2 separate regions of the Zea mays genome follow, and region 1 is linked to region 2. A link is a contact called in public Hi-C data. All regions are on one chromosome and are shown on one strand. Each heading gives the region's core, a stretch centred on a gene start, on an enhancer-like site or on the middle of the called end of the contact. The rest is flanking DNA. Distances are from core to core; before and after follow the strand shown. Region 1 has its middle 23 kb from the start of LOC109945263. Region 2 has its middle 120 kb from the start of LOC103650299.

The links. A called contact is a pair of places that touch in the nucleus more often than the background predicts.
Region 1: a Hi-C map of endosperm shows a contact between it and region 2, with 9 times the contacts expected there. The contact joins two enhancer-like sites. A contact is called at or near these places in 2 of 25 Hi-C or Micro-C datasets (endosperm and leaf mesophyll).

Annotation. Positions count from the first base shown.
Region 1 is chr3:108,394,142-108,396,841 of Zm-B73-REFERENCE-NAM-5.0, reverse strand. No RefSeq gene overlaps it. Among protein-coding and RNA genes, the nearest start is that of LOC109945263, 23 kb to the right of the region's middle. Within about 2 kb of position 1,256, at least 17 of the 20 cell types and tissues checked have an H3K27ac peak or open chromatin away from gene starts, as enhancers often do. A contact at or near this core is called in endosperm and leaf mesophyll, where this site is marked.
Region 2 is chr3:108,188,158-108,190,857 of Zm-B73-REFERENCE-NAM-5.0, reverse strand. No RefSeq gene overlaps it. Among protein-coding and RNA genes, the nearest start is that of LOC103650299, 120 kb to the right of the region's middle. Within about 2 kb of position 1,302, at least 18 of the 20 cell types and tissues checked have an H3K27ac peak or open chromatin away from gene starts, as enhancers often do. A contact at or near this core is called in endosperm and leaf mesophyll, where this site is marked.

The sequences.
Region 1 (2,700 bases), core at 7-2,506, 210 kb before region 2:
AAATGTTTAGAGATATTATCTAAAATGGTTAGGTTAAACCAACTCTTAATAAAATTATGCAATAGAAATTATTTCATTAAAACATATATTTGGTGTGTATAAAATATACACTTACAAGTATTTGCTTAAATGAATAATGCAATTAATATAAAAAAATAAACCCTGCACTCATGCTTGGAGTCTTGTCTGTGCATTTAAAGTTAAACTCAAACTTTGATGTGAATTTGAATCTAAATGAAACCTGAATTTGAATTTAAGTAGACAAGAGAGAATGAAAATAGAAAAAAAGGGGAGGAAAAGAAAATATCAAACCTTATCTGGGCCGAAACCCCTTTGTCTCGGCCCACCAACACCTCCGTGTAGCCCACTCTACGCTCTTTCCTTTTCTTTTTCTTTTGTGGCACTTCCATGTGGAGCCTGCTCCGTCGGCTACCTCTTCAGCGCGCACTGGAAGTCGTCCACTGACCTCTGGGACCCACGCCGTCAGCATTCCCCATCGAGCTCACAACAGAATCGCACCCTGCTCCACCCGACGAACCACCATGGCGAGATTTGGAGCTCGGACTTCGATTGCTCAGGTCGTGCTCCTCGGAGTATAAAATGGGGGCCGCTCCTCCCCTCTATCCTCCCTCAAAACTGAGCGCCCCAAAGCCAACCCCCCACCGTGAAACAGGGCGATGAAGGCCGCCGCTGTTGATCTCATCCTACACCATCTTTTGGAGTACGCAAGGTGGACATGAGTGATCTATGGAGTTCACAAAACGTGTCCGATGCAGCTACGAGCGCGGTCGAGGACTGGGATTCCGGGAATTGCTTGCTGAGTTTTCGTGTCGCCGTGAAACCACATAGGACCGTGGAGTGCTTCATTGCCACCATGATTTCGGGTAAATCTATTTCCATCGAGTTCGTCGTTGCTCCTTCAAGCTTTAGCACCTAGGTGTTGGGTGGGGAGTGGCCTAGTCCTAGCATTAGCATGTCGCCGGGAGGCCCTCCGCCGCGGGGTGGCCGGCGCGTCGTCGCTTTCTGGCGAGGGGAATGGCCGAATGGGGCTCGGACTCAAGCGTCCTGGCCACCGCCCTGGGGAAGAAGGTCTTGTGACCATTGATTCCGTGATGGACGGCTTGGATTTTATCGTGGATACCCCTTCGTCTCATAAAGATCTGGCCGTTGCTGGGTGATCGGATGGTGGAAACTGGTTTGTGCCATAATAAAAATCTGGACCATAGTTATTTAATCTGACGGTGTACAGCTCGTACCGGTTCATGCGATGGATCTTTTAATCTGGGCCGTCGGTGTCGGATCGAAGGGCTCATGTGGCGAGATACCCCTTCAGTAGGACGAATATGCAAAAGAAACCCTGAGTTCTTTATAAACCAAACCGACATCCCTCGCTGGTTGAAAACTATTACGGTTAGGTCCCTAGAAATTTACAAAATAGCCCTGATAGTTATAAAGTATTTCTGGAAATTGTTTTTGCTACGAAAATAAATTTAGAATTGTAGAAAAACCATATCTCCTTCGTTTTTACTCGGAATTGATCCATTCCAATTGCATTAAGTTCATTTTAATATTTTTTATCATCTAGTAACCTTATTTTATCATGAAACATAGATTAAAATTGTTTACCTAATTTATCCCGTGCCAAGCACTTAATAACTTCGGAAAATCGTATCTTTAGAACCGTAACTCCGAATTGATCCGTTCGAATTGCGTTAGATTCATAATAATATCATATATGTATAGTATGACACTAACATTTATCACACCTTATACTTTTATTATTAGAAATTTGTCTAGCCTATGTTTAATAGATTAACTCCTCTAATCGAAGTTAACCAATCCATAATTATAGTTTGATTAAAAATATGATCTCTAGTTAAGTTATAATTAAAATTAAGGTTGAGTTAACTATTTATAGAATAGTCTCTCATATGATATACACTAACCAGTTTATAATATAATTTAATATTTAAACCACGTAGATCTGCCATAAATCCTAATTCTTTAACCATAACTCTGATTTTAGTGATTCTCAAACCCACGATCTCGTACCTTCGTGTAGATCATTATTATTCAGTTTGTACTTATGTTTGATGTGATGTTAATTTAGCATATACATTGTTTGTTTGTATTGCTATGACTAGCGCGAGATTACGAGTCACCAGAAGATCATCCTGGTACCTGGAATCTCAAGTCCTACGCAAGTTGTGCCATTGATCACTTCTTTTTACCCAATCACGTTCTTATTACTCATAATGATCTGCATAGGTTAATTTTGATGGGACCCAATAGGTTACCCTAGTTTTACTATCTTTATACCTTGTTTACCACTGAATTTTTGGGTAGTACCTGCTATTGCTTTATGTGGTTTTGGGTATAGAGATATACATTATTCACCATCACACTTTTATTATTAGTTTGTTATTTACTGTTCATGATAAGATCATTATGTTAATTGGAACATGGAGAACCACCTGGGAAAACAGTGCTACCACAAGGGTGGTATGGGACGCCCTTGGCTGACTAACTAGGAAAGCTAGTGGAAGACTACCTTACCCGAAAGGGGCAAGGGCAGTAGGGGAGTGGTCAGTGTAGGGAGGTCCTTGGGTTGATTTTGTTGTGATGGCGGTCAGGCGAGGGATCCCTGCATTGGAGCTTCCTAGAAACTGTAGCGGGTTTTCTGAAGCTAGTGAAACTTTG
Region 2 (2,700 bases), core at 53-2,552:
TCCGAAGTTTTAAGTGGTTCATATGGAATAAATTACGTGGATAATTTTAATCTATGTTTCATGATAAAACAGAGTTACCAGGTGATTGACAATATTGATATAAAATTAATGCAACTGGAATGGATAAAAAGGAGTTAAAATGGATTTTCTATGAATTAAACAAGATTTTGGAATTATTTTTATAATAAAAACATTTTCTATATTAATTTACCTAATTTATTAGGTTTCTGAACTGCGCGCATTATTTTTGAGAAGTTTATGGTTTATTTTGCAAAATTCAGGGCCTCGGCGTAATGATCTTATCAGTAACCTAGACTGCGGGTTGATAAGTACAAACGCTAGGGGTTCTTTTATAAAGTTTCATAGCCGAAAGGGTATCAGTATCGGCGATCATGGACTGTTGGATCCACACCGAGCGTCCAGATTAAATCGCAAAGGGATGCGAGTCTTTGACCCTTAGGTCTAAATCTTACGGTTCGAGTTTTATGAAAACACGATCTAATCCTGGCCACCAATCGATCATCCAACGGTGGCGGTTTTAAAATACCCCAGATCCAATCACTACCCTACAAGCAAAAATGGACGACCCAGATGAAGACCCTCGAACCGGTACACCGTACGTGATCCTAAATGTCCAATTTTGGATCTACGGCAACAGACCTATCCTTCTCCATGGAGGTCACCAAACAGCGGCGCAGCGCCCGCACGGTGGCGCACCCCGCCGGTGAACTCTAACCCCGCGCCAAGGTGCACTTTCCCCAACCTGACCAGCGTTTAACCTAACGAATCGCCGTGCGAGTGTAGGCAAGGGAAACATACCAGCTTTGATGGCACAGAGAGGCCCACCCGCACTGATGGTCGATCCGCCTCGATCTTCTTTCTCCTGTGAGAAGTTCTCTCCGCCCCGACGATCAACTCCCTCTGCCGAGTCTATGAACAACTTCACCACGCGCTAGAGACGCACCACGGCACGACTACGCGTACAGATCGGCGATGGGGCGAGTTCTCCCCGGGCGGCGGCGCCAACAACTCCCCCACACCTGCGGCAAGGGTTTGGATGGTCTTGTGCGGTGCGGATGGGCGCGACCAAGGGGATACCTCTCTTCATATAGGTCCGAGCATGGGAGGTTGGGCTAGCTGGAGTCGGGGGTTCTTGGCGCATCGGTTGTGGCCGCCCGCCATGCGCGCGAAGCAGGGGAGGGTACAACTGACAGCTCGGGTCCACAGGATAGCGAGGCATCTGCACAGGGAAGCACATGGAGCTGTTGTCTGGTAGGTGGGCTCGCTTTGTCAGTGTTTGGGAACACTTGGAGCGAGCGCTCGTGCGATGGGCAGCCCGGGTTCCACCTGTCTGCATCCGCGTAAGACTGAGGGCCAGGTCCCTCATGTCGACGCGCTGAATCCCCGGCTGGGCCGCATAGGGGGGGTTTCGGTTAGATGGGCAGACTGGGGGAGTTTTAGCCCATGCAACGTCTTTAGTTTTTCTTTTTTTCCTTTTTCCTTTTCTTTTTTTGTTTTCTTTTCCTTTTTATTTTTAAATCTCAAATTTAAATCCAAATTTTGTTGTGAATTTAACACTTAGATCATATGCTCAAATCAAAATACCAGCATGAAGAAGTATTTTCGTTATTTTATATATATTCTTTCAAGTTATTAAGGAATTTATTAACTTGTATGTGTATATATTTATATATGCATGTGTCAGATATAATGAAAATTCCCTTAAACATCAAATACTCTAACTCCTTTATTCAATATGATTTGGGTATTACGATGATTGCTTTGCTTAGACAATGAATAGTCCGTGGTTCCCAAGGGTCTTGCAGGAGATTTCCCTTAGCAGCAACTTAGTGAAGGCAAGTTTCCTCTGACCCATTATGTCCTACTTACATGATAATTCATTTCCCTGCATACCATGATCAACCTAAGGATTGACTAGTTTATTGTTTATCCTGTCCTTGATTATCCTTTAGGATTTGGCAACTATGATTAATATCATGCTAGTGCTTTACTTTAATCAATGAACATGATGAGAATACTTTATGATATGATGATGTTAATCTGGTTATGATGATGAACTTGTGGCACTAAAGGGGACTCGGACTGTTTCCTGAGTGCCTCTCCGTAAGGACTTGTTCGTTGGATGACCACCTAGGAAAACAGTACAACCATGAGGGTGGTATGGGACGCCCTTAGCTGATTAATTAGAGGAACTTGGGATGTAGTCGGCTTCACCATTGTGCCATCAATGGGGTCTGGGCACAATAATTGCTCTACTGAGGCTGGGTGCCGAGGTTCGTTCATTTTGGTTTTGTTAGTCACCCCTCCTGCGGGGAGAGGTACTGTGTTATTCAAACTGAAGAAACCTAACAGATGGCTACTATCTCTAGGGAATCTTTGTAAAGGCTATGTAGTGAAACCTTGCCAACTCACCTTGGGAGTGTTTAAGGGTCTATACAACACAAGGCAAAGAGGGATCACGACTCATGGGTAAAGTGTGCGACCACTGCAGAGGGTTAGAAACAGGTATATCATTCGTGCTCACGGTTATGAGCAGCCTTGGGAGCTCCTTTATTAGAGTTATTCTAGATACCTTGATGGTGATGCTTTAATGATGACGATTATAATGATGGATTCTTGTATTTCCTCTTAGAGGGAGTACCTTTTGGGTTAATAACTTGGGGATATTTCTAAAACTTG